Linked DNA regions of Mus musculus: region 1 is linked to region 2. A link is a contact called in public HiChIP or PLAC-seq data. All regions are on one chromosome and are shown on one strand. Each heading gives the region's core, a stretch centred on a gene start, on an enhancer-like site or on the middle of the called end of the contact. The rest is flanking DNA. Distances are from core to core; before and after follow the strand shown.

Evidence for each region. HiChIP or PLAC-seq counts read pairs in DNA pulled down with a chosen protein or histone mark.
Region 1: an H3K27ac HiChIP or PLAC-seq map of heart atrium shows a contact between it and region 2, with 28 read pairs. The contact joins the promoter of Fign here to the enhancer-like site in region 2. A contact is called at or near these places in 2 of 484 Hi-C or Micro-C datasets (brown adipocytes and liver), 4 of 115 datasets of contacts at active chromatin or transcription factors (astrocytes, embryonic stem cells, heart atrium and 1 more) and 2 of 9 other capture datasets (adipose tissue and liver).

Annotation. Positions count from the first base shown.
Region 1 is chr2:64,096,310-64,099,419 of GRCm38.p6, forward strand. It overlaps Fign (fidgetin), which reads right to left and starts at 1,729. Exons shown (of 4, transcript NM_001267846.1): 1 at 1,533-1,729; 2 at 586-755.
Region 2 is chr2:64,051,821-64,054,968 of GRCm38.p6, forward strand. All of the region lies in intron 2 of Fign (fidgetin), which reads right to left. Among named protein-coding and RNA genes, the nearest start is that of Fign, 45 kb to the right of the region's middle. Within about 2 kb of position 1,556, at least 8 of the 459 cell types and tissues checked have an H3K27ac peak or open chromatin away from gene starts, as enhancers often do. A contact at or near this core is called in adipose tissue and heart atrium, where this site is marked.

The sequences.
Region 1 (3,110 bases), core at 479-2,978, 45 kb after region 2:
TCACCCAAACGGCGGAAAATCCACACAGAAGAACCGAATACTCCATAAAGTGCAATCAAGGGAGCAAACAGTCAAATTCCATTAAAAGGTTGGGGTTGGGAGAAAAAGAAAATTCCATCCAGTCCTGTGTGTGTACATATATATGGATATATGTATAAACACTTTCATTACTTAGCAGTCTTTGCCCCACACTCCCACCCTCTCCATCCACCTAACCCCCACCCCAAAACAACAACAACAACAAAAATCCCACCCCGAGTTTAACTAATTTACATACCATTTGACTTCACCCCTGTTGAGAGCATTAATAGAAACATGCAACTTCAAGATTAGAGCTAAAGCCAATGAAAGTGTCCGCAAATAACATATTAATAAAAACTGAAATGCATAAAGAAGTGAAAGCAAATACAAAAAAAAAAAAAAAAGCACAGTGACAGATTAAAATAAACAGACATAGACATGTTTAAAAAGAATTGGACATCATGAGCATCTGGTTCCCAAGCAGCCTCCAATGGTTTTTATCATGCTATTTAATTTGTCTTCCCTATTTAAATGCAAAGGAAGTAAATTCCAAAACTGACATACCATAAACACTGGTGCTACTGATCATTTCTTGCTGGTAGCACAAAAAGCTGAATTGGATTTCTCACAAGCAGGAATTCCAAAGGTTGCTTTTCATTAAAGCCACTTTTCCTCTCAGCTATCAAATGTCACTGCCTTGAAACGTGGGCCCTTTCGTCAGGTATTCATTTAACCTACATGCATATAATTAAGGGGGAAAGCAACATCAACAAAAAGGGGATCTCAGATCACAGGAGAAGAAAGAAAGGAAAAAAAGCACATGACCGGGAATACAAGTCCATGTCAATTTCACTCACTCCCATTGAAACTAACAAGAGCTCCGGGGAGGACGGTAATAGGATCAGTGGATTGTATATACCATTAAATTATACATCTTTCTCTCCCGTTCCTTGCCAACAATACGCCCACCACGCTGTACCCCCTCCCGCATGATGTGCTTACAGTTTTCTGCAACCGATCCTCTGACATTTTTCTCGATCCCCCAGCCACGAGATTGTAATTTAACCTCAACTTTTTGTGTGTGTGCAAGATTCTTATTTACACTTCTTATTTACTTAGAAGTTAGTTCCCGAAGAAAGTCTAGCCCCACCCTATGGCTCCGCTTTCTTATTTTATTTTTTTTATTTTTTGAGGTAAAAAGATAGTAGTGAGTAAGCCCAATATCGCGAAAAGCGAGATTCTTGCAGTCACGAACTCTTAATCCCATACTATTGTTATAACGATTAAGCTGCAGAAATATGCATCATAATGTTTCAGGGCTACTTTGTACAGAGAAATTAGACAGCAGGTTGGCGTACAAAATAGAAACGAATGCAAATTAAATTTACTGTTTACGGCACAACTCTGAGACCTCTTCTCACTACAGGTCTTGGATCTATCTATATTCTTTAAAAATAAAACAAAAACAAAAAATTTAAACAGATGGTAAAAAACTACGAAGCTCTCCTTACCTGGACGCGCAGAGCGAGCTCCCGATAGGTTAGCGTAGCATCGATCCGATGTGTTTGCTGATGAATGGAAGCTAGGGTTAAGTGAAGGTGCCTATGATTTGAAATCATTCCAAGTTTTTGAAGGGAAGACGGACTGCAGCCTCTGCCATGTTGGAATTTCAAACCCAAAACAGCTGCTTGGAAGGAGCCAGCATGCCAGAGGCTGAGCGCAGGCGCAGAGCGCCGCCGAGCCAAATTCAAATCACTTTCACACTAAGAGCCAAAGATCAGTTTTCAAAGGAGAGAGGGAGAAAGAGACGCAGGCGGCCGCGCGGCCGGGCGTCGGGAGGCAGTGGCGAGAGGCGGGCGTTGGAGCGCGGCGGGCCGGGAGCCCCGGGAGGGAGCGGCGGCGCGGGCCGGGACTGCAGGGGGAGCGGAGGCGGGAGGCGGCGAGCGGCGCCCGGCCGCGGGCGGACAGGGAGGGCGCAATGGCCGGCCGCCGGGTCATGTTACACGGCCCGGGCCTCGGCGGCCGCCCAGCCTCACAGCTGCGCTCCCGCGGCCCGGAGGGGGCCCCGAGGTCATGCCGGCGCGCGGGGACGCGGAGCCCGGCCCAGCCCGCGCGCGGGGAGCGACGCCCCCGGGGGAAGCGAGCCCCGCTGTCCACGCGCGATCGCGCGTCCCTGAGGGCCCCTCCCCGGTCCTCCGGTCACCACCGTAGCCTGGCCAGCCCTCCCTGCTGCTGCGCGCACGGGACGGGGACCGGGACGTGGAGCCGGGACGTCCCCTATCCCCGAGGCTCCCCGCACCAGTCCGAAAATGACTTTATCTGCTAGGGAGAGGCAAGTTGGGGAGGCAGATCAGCTTGAACCCACTTCACCGCCTCCACCTCCCCGGGAATAAATAAAAACCCTAAGTATCTAGGTGTGCGGTCCCCTCTCAAGCTCCCCCGGCTCCCCTCCCTACCTCCCCCAGGCGGCTCGGGCAGGGGAGAGCAGCGCCCGGGGGCCCACGGTGAGGGCTGTTGGTGCGCAGGCAGAGACCTGGGGCTTCAGCTTTCCCAGCCCCCCGCTATGGAGCAATCTGGGGACCCAGGAGAAGGAAGAGAGTCGGGGCTTTGTGGTGCTGGGAGCTGAGGAAGAATGAAATGTGCAGTTGAGTGTGTGGCTCGCATCCCAGGGAGCAGTGCCGTGCTGATTGTCTGTGGCTGAGATAGCCTTTTGTTCGCAACATAAGGTTTAAGAAACACACACACGTTTTCTGGGGTCTCTTGTTAGATGTAAATGTGCTGCATCCAGACGCTTACTATGCAGTGTAAGCTCAGTTGGTTTACTAATCACCCCGCCCCACCCCCAAACAATCAGGATCATTTGAATGGGAACCTCATTCAGACTTCTGGGCTGAGAGGATTGCCTTCAACCTATTTCATCCTAGACTAGCCAACCATCCAACTGAGATAATAAAGCAAACAATAACATTTGATCATGATGTCTACGAGATAATGTGCCCGGCAAAGTTCTTAAGGAATTGTAATGAGAGAAAGAGAGAGTTGGGCAATAATTTCTCTTCATTTTCATTAAATATGACTTTAATAGATAA
Region 2 (3,148 bases), core at 306-2,805:
TTATCACAGGCTTTGAGTTTTAGACGGTAACTTCAGTTTAGACCAAGACAGAGTATTTCCATTTGCCATGTCAGGAATTGACTTCCAATTCAATATTTTCCAACAACATGTGGCACAAATTGTGTACCATGGTGCTTTTCCATTTTCCGTTTAAGGTAAAGATCATGAAGAATAGGATCATTGACCACTGACCAGAGTATTAAGAATAGGCTATACTTTGTTGGCAATGTTAATTTTACTGTTTTCAAACTGATTTGAGTTCTAGAGGCCAAAAACTGACAAGCTTTTACAAAATTCAGAGTTTACTGTTTGTCAAGTCTTTGATCACTTAAATTAAACACTGGATATAATGTACTTTAAAATGAATTATTGAATGATAGGAGAGGGAAAGAAAGGAGAGAGAAGGAGTGAAAGGAAATAGAGGGACCCAGCCAATACTCTGCCTTTATTTCCCCAATTCAACAGTTAGTCAACGTTTAGTAGTGACAAAGGAGAAACTATTTTCATACATGCTTTTCACTACTTCTAACTGATTTGTTTCCAGACAACTGAGTATGTCACCCCTACTTTACGAATGTGACAGTTTCGTCAGTTTCTCACTCTTTGATGTAAACCTCTCTCAAACAGTGAGTTTAGTGTGCTAGAGCAAGGAGGCTTTTCATGAATCCAAGAATGTTAAATCCTGGTAAGTCAGTGAGGTGGACATTAATGAGTACTTATGTAGCTGTTTAATTCAGCCAAGTCTATTTTAATACCACACAGTTCCCTTTACTGGGATAATAATTCTCTCTCTCTCTCTCTCTCTCTCTCTCTCTCTCTCTCTCTCTCTCAGGATAGAAGAGAAAAATCAACGCAATTAAGAATAAAAACAAGCACAAAACAGAGTGGAGTTTTGGGTACGAGAGAGAGAGAGAGAGAGAGAGAGCGAGCAAAGCCAGAGGAACTTGCTGTTCCCATGAGGAACTTGCAATTACCAGGAGGAACAGAATGTTTTCTCCAAGTAAAAGACAAACCAACATGCCTTTAAACTGGCTAACAAGGATTCTCTCTGGGAAGTGAACAGAGACCCAGAAGTGAACGCAGCTTTCAGAATTTTAAACACTCAATAAAACTCATCCTAAATGTTTGGTTTGTTCTTTCTGAGGGAGATATCAGTCTAAGAGCACATGTGGCACAGAGACTCCGCTGTGTTCTGACTGTTCCTCAAAACACAGAAATCTTTATGGTCCCCACAACGACTAAAATTTCCACACCTTCTCTACTCAAGCAATTACATTTCTGCTTCAAAGCCCACATCAACAAACACATAAATAAGAGAATAAATAAGATGTCCTATTTTATTACTAAAACTACAAAAAAATGTGAACTGAATTATTTTTGTAACTCTACCTTGCCCAAGTCAAAAGATTTTGCATTGTCTGTTATTCATTCTGATAAAAAGATGTTTACCCTGGCATAGCAAGCACAGAATTGGATTTTCTAGAAGCATCCAGGAAGGTAAGGAGATACCATAGTAGAAGATATTGCTAATCTTCATAGGCTATTTATAGCTATGTTCTGGAGTAAAGCTCTTAGAAGTGTTTAGCTCAACAATACGCAGCAATATGCTATCACATGTATTTTCCTCCAAGAAACTCAAATGTTGAAATATAGTCTATTTTTACTCATGCCGATGAGGTTAATAACATCTTGTTAATTAAATGAAGCAGTCTGAATTCAAAGCAATGAAACAATTAGGAAAAGATAGAGGAAAAACTTCTGTGCATTTGCTGCAGCTCACTTTCCACTGCAAATGGTAATTCCTAAAGGGCTCTGAAAGCCCAGTCCTGAGAGGTAATAGAGGAAACAGACTCCTATTAATGTTGTGTCCTCTGACATCTATTCTGTGAAAATAGAAGGAGAGAGCATTAACTTTCAACACTGGACACGCTAAGGAGAAAAAACAAATGAGCACATTCTAAACAGCTATGTGGAGCAAGGTGACCCATCTGAGTTTAACAGGAAACCAAGAGGTAATCAAATGAAACCTACGACCTTTTGCCAGAGACACTGGAGGAGACAAGACGGCCGACACAATCTAAGAATCTGTGAAAAACAGTGAGGAAGGCATGCGCATGTGCGCCCTTCTGCTGAGCATGGGTGCAACAGACACAGATGGTCCCAGCAAGAACTACAGTCCTAAGAGGGGGCAGCTAAGTGCCCCGTCCTTCCTTTAACATGCCTTTACTGTCTCTCCATTATATCCTTTTAACTAAGGTGACTGCAGACTGTATCTCACAGCATCAGACCTATGTGAGAGGATGAAAATGGCCAGATCTCATACCTCTAATCCCAACAACCTGTTTGAGCATCTGACCACAACTGCTACTTGCTCATCATCAAACCAAGTAAACCAGTGTAGGTATGCATATGTATGTGTTAGGACGCATGTGTATGCATTGGTCTGTGTGTCTCTGTGGATGCATTCGATAGCTAAAAAGAACAGAAGAGCAAAGAGCTAAATCGTGGGGCAGTGCTACAAAAAGCAAGAAGGAAGAAAGTGTGTAAAAGGACCACAGGGAGTGTCCTGTTCTCCTCCATTCCTTCACCATCTAGTGAGGCATCTAGCATAGTAGTTGCTCAATGAAAGACAAGGCAATAAGTAGAGCAATAAAACCTACCTGTTGAAAATGTATACTTCATTCATAAAGCATCACAAGACATTAATTATCAAGGAGGACCTCCCTGGCTCCTGAGGAACAATCTTTTGAAGGACCAACATTAAAACGGTCATAACAACAAAAAATAATAATCTACAGGTACAAACAGGAGACATGAAATAATAATTTCAGTGTCAAAAATAATGGGGAGAAAAAGCAAATATAGAACTGGTAAAGAATACATATGTTTTAAGAAAATGCTGTTCAAAATAAAGAACTATACATCACCAGAGAGGTATGCTTCCTTTTCTAAGTAGCACATCGGACTGGATACAAACTGATAAGCAACGGAATGGCAGATGATACTGTCAATCGGAATGATTTAAATGCCATCTTAATGAAATGCCACATGACTCTGCATTCCCTTGCATTACTGCTGGAACTGTAGACATAACACAGGCGCCACAGTACCTTCTGTCCTATCGTTCTTGCGGGAGCTTGTTATGGAG